Regions from separate parts of the Xenopus laevis genome. Here region 1 is linked to region 2. Evidence: chromatin contacts called from public Hi-C data. All regions are on one chromosome and are shown on one strand. Each heading gives the region's core, a stretch centred on a gene start, on an enhancer-like site or on the middle of the called end of the contact. The rest is flanking DNA. Distances are from core to core; before and after follow the strand shown. Region 1 overlaps nek6.L (NIMA-related kinase 6 L homeolog). Region 2 has its middle 51 kb from the start of LOC121396886.

Region 1 (5,863 bases), core at 224-2,723, 170 kb after region 2:
GTTGGTAAAGGAAATTAGGGCTGCTGGGAGCTGTAAATATATATATATATATATATATATATATATATATATATATATAAAACCGCTGGGTGACTGCATTACAGCCATAAAGGGGTTAAAAGTGAGTTTGTAGCTATAAAGAAATTCTACTTGTTTCTCTTGCCTTTCCTCACAATGGGGGTTTAATGTCTGTCATGGAAGGACAGCCGTTCTGCATTGGATCCCTGTCACAGCGCATAGTAATGAGCACAATCTCTAACCTGAGGACGTAAGGGCAGAATAATTATCAAATAATCCCTTATTAAAATCCTAACGAGCAGCATTAAACATCAGCCAAGGAAAGGGCCAAGCAGCACACGCTCCTTGCAGCAAAACAGGATAATATCAACAATTACCCAGTATAAGCTCATTAGGACGGGGGCCGGAGAGTGGCTCGGTGCTGGGGGGGTGACAGTGAAGGACAGTGACAAGGAGCTCTCCAATCACATAATGGTTTAATAAGCAGCTGGGACACAATGAGGGGTCGAACGCAGAGGGGGAAAAAAAAAAATTCTGCCTCTTGCTTACTGAACCTGAAGGCGACATTAACCCCTTCAGCAGCTCCATATTCGCCGCTAATAGAAACGTCAGTGGGAGCGCTTGCGGGCAAATAAATATTCAGGCCTTGTGTGCCTGTCTTTCTGTTTATCAGGAGTGTATAAAATGTGCTTGTTATTTCTCATCTGGATGTTTAGTGTCAGGAAACCAGGGGAAATTTTTTTTTTTTTAAAAAAATGCATTTTAATCTTCCCCCATCAGCGCTGAGAATAGTGACCTGACACTGATGAACCAACCGGCTGATGTGTGCCAATAGTATCCCTGTACCAGTGTAATAAAAGGTGCAATGTTTGTCCAGGTCTAGTAACCCATATTGGTTGCTATAGGTTACAAGACCGTTACCCCATTAGATATCTAGTAGAAGTAAATCTAGAGCAACTGCACTTGCTACTTACACTGCTCCATTGTGATCGGATTATTGGAAGATTTATATGCCGAGGATTTCCCGTACCAGTCAGATGAACTGACGAAACTGCTGGATGAGTAGTGAAACGTGTTCAACAGGCCTGGACTGGGAGTCAAAATAGGCCCTGCCATGGCAAGTACACAGAGGTCCAAACAGCCCCCTATATGGTAACTTTCTATGGAACCATACAGCAGCCCCTCTGGCATTTGCCAGAACCCACAGATTGCCAGTCCGGACACTGATTACTCAGCAAGTCCAGTTGTTTTAGATTTACTTCTACTAGATATACCATGACCTGAATGAATAAAAGCTTCATAGACGTTACCCCATTAGCCTTTTTCTGGGATTCAGTCTGCCTAATGGGCTAGGAGCTTACAAGCTACATGCCATTTAAACATCCCCAGTTTTCCTGTATGTTTAGGGTTGCCACCTTTTGATGGGGGGCCGGGACAGAAGGGGTGGTCCGTGCTGTAAAATGGGTTGGAGCCACAGCGTGCAATGGCCAGAGCACAGGTTGAGGAGCTGAGAAAAGTTACGTTTTCAGCGGATTGAGGACGGGCCAAGGGCTTTTGTTAAGGGTATTACAAATTTACCGGTAACTATATTGCCAGTAAATTTGTAACACCGGCCCTGGCCTTGGCAGGTGTTTTTACCGGCTAGGATAGTAAAATAGCGGCAGGATGGCAACTCTATGTACGTTCAATCACACCACACGCATCATTTGTACTTAGCTCAAGTGACACGTCCCCTATACGTAACTGATACTAATGGTATTGACATTTGTACTCTTTGCAGATGGCGGTTTTACAGAGTCCTTTCTATGGAGACAAAATGAACTTGTTTTCCCTGTGTCAGAAGATAGAACAGTGTGACTACCCTCCTCTGCCCAAAGAACACTACTCGGAAAAGGTAAGCACTTGGTATATGTCTAGGGGGAACAAGTGGTCCTGCAATTGGATCCTGGGCAGTCTCCCCAACCAGATCTTGCTGCTCACGTGCTTCAAATTAACTTGAAAAGGGCAAGAAACTTAAGGCGAAAGCTTGCCCAAGACATTACCCATACAAAGCAAACGCGCTAGCTGCTGATTGGTTTCTACGGGTTGCTAGACAGTAGCAAACATTATTCCATAACAAAATGTCGCCTTTGTTTAAATGATGTTAAAACAGCCAAAAAATAGTATTGAGTTCAATCTCGGTTTAAATTAGCGGTACGTTAAAGGACTAGGGAATTATGATAGTGAGCCCCACCACCTCCTTATTAATCCTTTTCCTGGGATCTTTTCCACTGCTCTACGCCCGTGTATATTAAGCACAGTACACACGCTGCCTAGGAGTTATCCTTGACTCGCATTTGTCCTTTTTAAATTATTGGTACGTTAAAAGACTAGGGAATTATGACAGTGAGCACCACCACCTCCTTATTAATCCACCACACATTCAAACACTTGCAAAATCTTGTCGTATTTAACTGCGCAACATTGCCCAAATACGACCATATCTCAGTTCAGAATCAACTAAAACACTGATTTAGTCTCTCATCATCTCCCGCCTTGATTACTACAACCTACTCTTCGCAGGTATTCCAACAAGTCACCTTTCACAACTTCAATCAGTTCTAAATGCGGCTGCTAGACTCATTCATCTATCTCACCGCTCAACATCAGCTGCTCCCATATGTATGTCCCTTCACTGGCACCCAATCTCCTCTAGAATCAAATTCAAATTACTAACACTCACATTCAAGGCCCTTAATAATGAAGCCCCTCCCTATATTTCATCTCTGAACTCCAAATACTCTCCTTCACAAAACCTTTGCTCTGCTTCTGATCTTCACCTCTCTTCTCTCATCACTTCTGCCCATCCTTGTCTACAAGACTTCTCTCTGGCTTCTGCTTCTCTCTGCCTTTCCCCTTCTTTCCAAACTTTCAAGCGCTCCTTAAAGACCCACCTGTTTAAAGAAGCTTATTCAACGTACCTTAATTAATCAATCCTAATGTCTCAATTGTACCCTAACATTTAGTTTGGTAACTGTAATTTGTAGGGCCCTCTAATCCTATTGAACTCTGTAACCCTTGTTTGTTATCCGCCATTTATTCCCTGTTTGTTATATCTAGGGTAAAGCACTGCGTATCTTGTCGGCGCTATGTAAGTAAATGATGATGATGAAAAGTTATATTCCACCGCACCGGGTATCAGACATGGAGGAGTGATGCTCTCACCACTAGTTACCTGGACCAGTGCATTTTTTAGCTAAAAAGAGAGATGGCCCAGAGTTTGAGGATAGGAACTATAATCACTGCAGGGTGCCTAATAGTTTGGAACCCCCATTGATTACCCATTTCTCTAATCTGCCAAAAAGAAAAACCTCACCCTGTACTATGAGAAACCACACTGCATGTGTGTTAAGTCTAGTCTTAGCAGAGGAGGGTTGGAGAGGTCTCTTTATTACAGAGCAGAGGGATGTTCACCTCTTTTTTTCATAAAGTTTAATACCAAAAACAGATGCCATGGCAGGGAACAGAAATCTCCAGGTACACAAATAGGGCAGAGACACACGTGGAGATTTCTTGGAAAGTCGCTGGCGAGGAAACTTCGGGCAAATTCGGAAAAAGGAAGTGCTCCGAGTGCCATTCCGCCAGAGATTTAGATTCTAGCCAACAGGAAGACAGTTTGGGGAGATTAGTCGCCCGAAGAAGAGGCGATTTGTTGCCGGGCGACTAATCTCCCCGTGTGTCTCTGCCCTTAATGTGTCAGGTTCTGCATAAATCCAAACCATGGAACTGTTTAATAAAGGTATGGGACCTTCTATGCAGAATGTGCGGGACCTGGGGTTTTCTGGATAACAGATCTTTCCATAATTTGGATCTTCATACCTTACCTACTAGAAAATCATATAAACACTAAATAAACCCAATAGGCTGGTTTTGCTTCCAATAAGGATTAATTATATCTTAGTTTGGATCAAGTACAAGCTACTGTTTTATTATTACAGAGAAAAAGGAAATCATTTTTCAAATTTTGGATTATTTGGATAAAATGGCATCTACGGCCTTTCTGTAATTCAGGTTTCCGGATAACAGATCCCGCACCTCAGGGCCTGCTGGTAGGGATGGGCGATTTTGACCCGTTTCATTTTGCCAAAATTCGTTTTTGTTTTTTGATGCACAAGTCTATGGGCGTCACTTTGCGGCGAAACAAGGCGAAAAAATTCACCCATCCCTACCTGCTGGTGATACCATCTTTGCTTCAGCAACAGCAGCGCTTGAATTCATACTTTTGTAAAATCATACAAAGGGGCCCATGAAAATCCACTTTCCCATTTTATCAAAACGGCACAGAAACGATTTGCTGGCAGCGTGCGTAGTGTTAGTGGACGAACGCCAATCGCAGAAAGGATATAACGTGAAATTGTCCCCCGGAAACAAACAAAAAATGACAGTTGTATGGATTTAATCTCTATGAATCCTGTTGGTGCAGCACTGATGTGAGGCCCAGATGCAGAATACAAGGTCTGCAGCTATTTAGTGGGACTCCGAAGCAAAGTGCAGGCATAATCCTGACTGTGAATAGAAAGCCTCTGCTGTTTCTGTATTTCATGCAGCTCAGTATTTGCCTGCTGGCTGGAGGAATTAGTGTAAACTGACAGATGTGTTTCCTGTCTGTACAATTAGTGTCTGTCCACCTCCCTCTGGCAGTGCTAAAGAGCACATGTACGTACAGTGATACAATTCAGGGTGCGAAGGAGTGTTTAAGGCTCCCAAGCACCAGCTCGGGCAGAGCCAGGCTCCAGATGGTGTGAATACTCTATTAGCCCAGTGCCGAGATTGGAGTGCGTAGGGGCCAGCCCTTTGGCTCTGGTGTATCTGTCAGTACAGGCTGCCAGCAGAAATAGCACATTGTCTTTTCTTAAGACATTTGCTTGAGCATGCCATCATCTCTGCTTTATACAACGTAGAGCCAAATACAAATAAACCGGAGCCCTCCTTTCAGCCATATCTTCTCTTCCTTCTGCACTGGAGCATAGAACAATTTCATAAAAATTATGTTCTACTAAAAGTTTCAGTTAATGGGGTTGTTCACCTTCCAAACACTTTTTTTCAGTTAAGCTGCTTTTTTTTAGATTGTTCCCCAGACAAAGACTTTTTTCAATTACTTTCCATTTATTATTTTTTTAATTTTAAAGTTGAATGTTTCTGTCACTATTGTTTTTTAGTCTGGCAGCTCAGTGATTCAGGTGCAGACTCTTAAGCCAGCCATGGATGTAAAGATTTTTAAAAGATCCAATCGTTATCGTGAGACCACCATTATCTCGAAATGATCATTTAAATGTACGATGTGTCCATTAACTAAAAAGACCATTTCAGGCGATATTGCCAGCAAAACTGAAGGGTAGCTGCCTGCTTGGCCCTGCAAACATAGATACATTGCACTGGGACTGATAAAGATTTTTTAACCTGGCCGATCAATTTTCTGACAAAAAATCGTAAGATGTACGATCGTTCGAATCCCACGAACGTCACGATAATTTCAAAGGATTGGTCGGACTTCGCTAAAATCGGTCGTTCAGCAAGAAAAATCTTTGCGTCTATGGGGATCTTTAAGGTGGCTATAGACGTAGAGATCCGCTGGCTCACGAGGAAAAATCGCCGGCGCTAAGCACATGCAGCGTTTCCTTTTCCGAAGTGGACCGAAGTTTCCTCACGAGGCGATTTTTTATTTTAGCAGCGAAGAGTGAGGGAAGGCGTTCGGGGAGATTGCTCGCCGCAAAGATGAGGCGATAAGTCGCCAGGGGACTAAATCCCCCCGAAACGCTCAGTGTGACCTAACCCTTAAAGATACGTTTTTTTACTTTCAAATTTG
Region 2 (5,290 bases), core at 2,588-5,087:
AAGAATACACAAGCAAATAAAACAGACAGGAGGAGAGAGGGGGTAGCCAACAGAGGCGGTAAGTGCCTGGCACCCCCTAGCTTTTGTGCCCTAGGAATGTGCCTACTCTGCCTACCCCTAGTTCCGACCCTGGCGGCAGGAGGCAACCCTACAAATAATGTTTGCACATAATTCTTAGGTCCAAGTCAGCTGGTCGTCCTGCTGCAGGTTGCAGTGAGAACCCTGAAAATACCACCAGCTTGAAGGAGGCGGTAGCTTCACGGTTCCCCTGCATCAGTACACACCCTTGCATGCTATTTGTTCATACTACATCTATACATAAGCAGAAGAAAGTGGCTTTGGATACAAGTACAGGTATAGGACCTGTTATCCAGAATGCTTGGGACCTGGTGTTTTCTGCATAATGGATCTTTCCATAGGTTGGATCTTCACACTACAAAAAATCATGGATCTTCATACTAAAAAATCACATTAAATAAACCCAATAGGCTGTTTTTGGTTCCAACAGGCATTAATTGTATCTTAAGTAGAATCAAGTAAGAAGAATCATGTTTTATTATTACAGAGAAAAAGGAAATCATTTTTTTTAAATTTGGATTAATTGGTAAAATAGAGTCTATGAGAGATGGCTTTTCCTTTATTCAGAACTTTCTGGATAACTGGTTTTCATATAATCGATACCATACCTGTACCTTTAATGCATGGCGTCAATACACGCACTGACTACATCTATTTATGTTCAGGAACATATAACGACCAATCAGTATGCTTCTGGGCTTCCTGTGCTAAAATAGAACCTGTCTGTGGTAGTAATATACAGATCAATACTGTCTCCTGTTGCCTCCAAAATCTCTTTAGTTTCAGCAAAAAATGTGTTACATTGCAAACATTAATATAGATTGTATCCTATATAACCCTGCGTTAAAACACTGAATAATTGTGTATGTTACATCTGCATCTTTTCACACTTCGTGAACCAAGATCTTGGAAACATGATATACCATTGCAGCAGATCATCTTGGTCTTCATATACCGACTTCATGTGACTACTACCATCTAAGATTTGACTACAGTCGTTTAGGAAATGCGATTTGGGGTTTGCAATTAAAGAAGGTTTTTGAAATGGCCCTTGTGCAGTCATTCTTATTTTTCACTCTATTCATTCTATTGGTTTTTTTGGAGATATAAAGAGCTAAAACCTTAGTTTCATTCACTCAGTAACTTGTAAAGATGTGTTACGGGCTCAGTTTCCAGTTTTATTCTTGCCTCAGGATGGCTGGCCACTTCCCTGTGACCTCTCATAGCCCTCCTATTGTGGAAGCAGCTAGCTAACAGGAGGTAGTCTGGTGTGTTGCTGGGCATGTTTGTACAAAACAAACATTTATGGCTTTCCAAAGAAATAAAAATAGCAGGGACACTTCATAAAGACATAGCTTAACGCAGAACTATGGCAAAAATGAAATAAATTGCATGTTTCATTTTCTTATTTAAAGCTGTGCCTTTTTAGGTAAAATGTGTCATAGACTTAAAAAATATAAATTGTTTCAGTAATACAGAACTAGCAAAGGCATGATTAGCAACTTGCACCTAAAGGTCTCATAACCATTGGGATCATGCTATTTACTTAGCCCTCCCTGTATAGATATCTGGTTGGTTATCACCATGTGAGTTCCAGGCAGCATTCGGAACAGAATGTACTGTTTTGGATTTACTAAAGTTCTGCCAGTTAAGCTTTTAGTTCATTATAAATGACAAAGCATGTCCAAACTGTCTTACTGCAGAGGTAACAGTTTATGTGAGCTCAGGACAAAAGATATCAAATACAAACTGGCAGATGATTAATAAGGCACAGCGTGTGAGAGCTAGGAGTCGAAATGGTGACAGTATCATGGTGATTGATATTTTTGGCCTAGAGAACACAAATTATATCAGTGTGCATTTAAAAAACATACATGCAGGTTATGGTTCTCTTATCTAGAAACCCAATATCTGGAGAGCTCCAAGTTATGGGAAGTGCATCTCCCAGAGTCAATTTAAACAAATAATTTGAATTGTTAAAAATTATTTTTTAAAAAAAAAAATCTGTAATAATTTAACGGTACTTTGTACTTGATCCTAACTAAGCTGCATGAATCCATATTGGCATATTGGTGGTAAAATGATGCCATTGGGTTTATTTTATGCTTAAACGTTTAGTCGACTTAAAGAGACACCACAAATTACGTCTGACGTTTTTACGTCTATCATTATATTGTCTTTGCATGCTAGCCATTGCCCATGTTCCTCTATGAGGGGGCTGTCATCTTTGTGCAGCAGAAGTCAGTTAGTATTAGAAACAACAGTCAGGTTGGCAAAAAGGACAGTCAGGTTGGCAAAATAGTCAGGTTTAGGAACTTCAAGTACCAATTACTTACAAAAGCAGACCTATCAGCAAAAAATGATCAACATGACCTATAGGTCAACTTTAAATGTACATTAATATTTTGAAGAGCTGTTTTTTAGTGTCAGTGTCACTTTAAGGTATGGCAATCCAAATTACAGAAAAACCTTAATCTGGAAAACCCCAAGCATTCCAGTTAATAGCACATAAGACATACCAATAGCAGGGACACTTCATAAAGAGATACCTTTGGGGTTTATTTTAAGTTTAGATGTTTCTCAGGAGACTTGGTATGGTGATCCAAATTACAGAAAAAAAACCCTAATCTGGAAAACCCCAGGTCCCTAGAATTCCAGGTAACAGATCTTTTAAATGTATATTCTTAATTCAAAGGTGTAAAGTTAGCCCATCAGTACACAATAGCTGCCAGTATTTAAGCTTGGGTTTATATGCCTCCATCAGGGCTGCTATTAGTACAGTGGCAATCGGTGGAGAACTGGGGGAAGGTCCTAAGAAGGTCTTTAATCACAGTCAGACATAGTCAATAGGCCAAAGCAGTGTTGGACTGGAATGCCAGCGGCCAACCAGAAAACCTTAGATTGTGGGCCCACCAGAAAACTCTAGACCATGGGCCCACTTTACAAACTATTATTCCTCCTCTCCTCACTCAACCTCTTTATTCTCCTAGTCTTTTATTTCTACTATATTCTTCCATTATTAATCATGTTTTCCTATAAAGAAATAAGGAATGACTGTGAAATAGGCCAAATGGTTAGAAGCAAGAGGGCCTTTTAACACCCGGACCCACCGGGAGTTTTCCTGGTATTCCGGTGGGCCAGTCCGACACTGGGCCAAAGTACAGGGTAGGCAGCATGAATCAGAAAAGAAGCACTGGTCTGGGGGCAAACAAGACATAATCAGAAAAAGAACATGCCAAGGAACACAAAGAACTAGTTCAACAATTGGGCAGTATGTGGAGGAAGTGGGCAGCTATTTAAAGGATTTGGTAACAAATTATGTCATCACAGAGAACCACATCACTTGAAGAGCATTTAGTCTTAGTGATACCTGCCAAGAATTTTAACAATACTTGTCCTCTGGGAGCACTCAGTCTCCTTACACAGCCATCTAGATGCTGGGAACTACAATTACTTACATCCTTTACTGCGGGCTGATGTTTACAAGAGCCGCAAAACTTGGGAATTGATATTAATCCGAAATACTCAGCATGTACTGTATGTAGGAAATGTTTGATAGATGCATAACATGCTCTATTCAGATTTTAGCATTCACGGAATTTAGGGAAGCCCTCATTGTAATCAAGAGCAGCATATTCAAAATTATACATTTCATTTTTGGATATTGATATGAAAGTGATATCCCCTAAAAATATACATCTGAATCTAAAACAAATTTTCAGTAAACTATTCTATGCGTTTTAAAATCAGCTTTTTGCACACTGTATGCAGAGCGATACTGGTTCAGCACTTGATGCTTGGCAGTGCCACTAGGTGGCAGTACGTATGTTCAAGTTTCAGTGAACTTGATAGCACATTAACTTTTCCTAAAGGTTTCATTTCTACGGCGACCTTTAACAAAATGTATTCCCAGGGAGCATCTCAGAACCATTTTTGTGTCCAATTTGGATACAATAAAAGACAGCTGCAGCTAAATGCACAGCGATATTTCTTCTGCAACTGTGTCTTAAAGTCTCGGATTAACATAATACAAAACCACAGTTATCTGGCAGAAGAGTATCTGCCTGATAATAGAACACATTACAGATCATTTGGAATTAAGAATTTATTTTGCAGGGGTGGAATGTGTCCCACATAGTCAAGCAGCAATCTGTAACCTCTGCAAGACGCGTCCTCTTTAAAGGAGAACTAAAGCTGAACTAAAGAAGTAGCTAGAAATGTTGTACATTATGTTTTGTGCTTCTGTACCAGCCCAAGGCAAACACAGTCCTTTAGCAGTAAAGATCTGTGTCCCCAAAGATGGCCCAGAAGCTCCCCATCTTCTATTCTGCTGATTCACTGCACATGCTCTGTGCTGCTGTCACTTACTGAGCTTAGGGACTCACTCACAATATACAGTACACATAGAATAGAAATGTCACAATATAAGGCTGATTAGTAATTAATACAGATAATTACTACATGGCAGTACAGAAACCAGTGCAATTAGCATCAGAATTTAATAATCAGCCCTATAGCATCAGCTCATATTACAGACAAACCTCATTTTCTGCTTGATAATTTGCGACGACCACTAAGCTTAGCTTCTCAATAACTACTCAGAGCCCACTGAGCATGTGAGTGTCGCAGACACTTTCCAAGATGGTGACCCCCTGTGACAAGTCCTGGATCATTGCTGCTATTGAGAACCTGTAACTTTAGGCTGGTGCAATAGGTTCATTATATAAAATATGGCATTTGAGCCATATTCATTTTTAGGATTTAGTTCTCCTTTAGGTTGCACTATGTAATAACCAGATACAATTAAAGATGGTAGGATGAAAATCTTGTGTAATACATTTTATAGTATACTATTTTGGTTTCCTGGGGAATAAGTCCTGTGGTATTCCCAATTTATAATATGACAATTAAGTAGACACCCTTGAATTTTAGCCATCTATATCGTGTTTATTATTGCTTGTTTTTTTTGGTTTATATTCGCCAAACTTTTCAGGAAAGGTACTTCAGTTAATAGACATATACATTATTTTCAGTAGGCACAAATACAAAGATAGCCATTTCTTCGGTAGTACTCACATACCAGGCCTCCAACCCAACTATACCTGCTCTCATTTCATTGGTGAGGGTTTCCACCTTCTCAAATGAAAATATCCAGTGGCAACATAAGACCAAAATATGGCTTCTTTAGCTCAGGATTAGATCTTTATTCAAG

What was found. Hi-C and Micro-C count contacts between places; a contact is called where the count stands out from the background.
Region 1: a Hi-C map of the XTC cell line shows a contact between it and region 2, with 2.8 times the contacts expected there. The contact joins two enhancer-like sites. A contact is called at or near these places in 2 of 4 Hi-C or Micro-C datasets (the XL177 cell line and the XTC cell line).

The regions. Positions count from the first base shown.
Region 1 is chr8L:17,441,313-17,447,175 of Xenopus_laevis_v10.1, forward strand. It overlaps nek6.L (NIMA-related kinase 6 L homeolog), which reads left to right. Exons shown (of 10, transcript NM_001097145.1): 9 at 1,799-1,912. Among protein-coding and RNA genes, the nearest start is that of psmb7.L, 45 kb to the right of the region's middle. Within about 2 kb of position 1,474, at least 1 of the 7 cell types and tissues checked has an H3K27ac peak or open chromatin away from gene starts, as enhancers often do.
Region 2 is chr8L:17,265,509-17,270,798 of Xenopus_laevis_v10.1, forward strand. No RefSeq gene overlaps it. Among protein-coding and RNA genes, the nearest start is that of LOC121396886, 51 kb to the right of the region's middle. Within about 2 kb of position 3,838, at least 1 of the 7 cell types and tissues checked has an H3K27ac peak or open chromatin away from gene starts, as enhancers often do.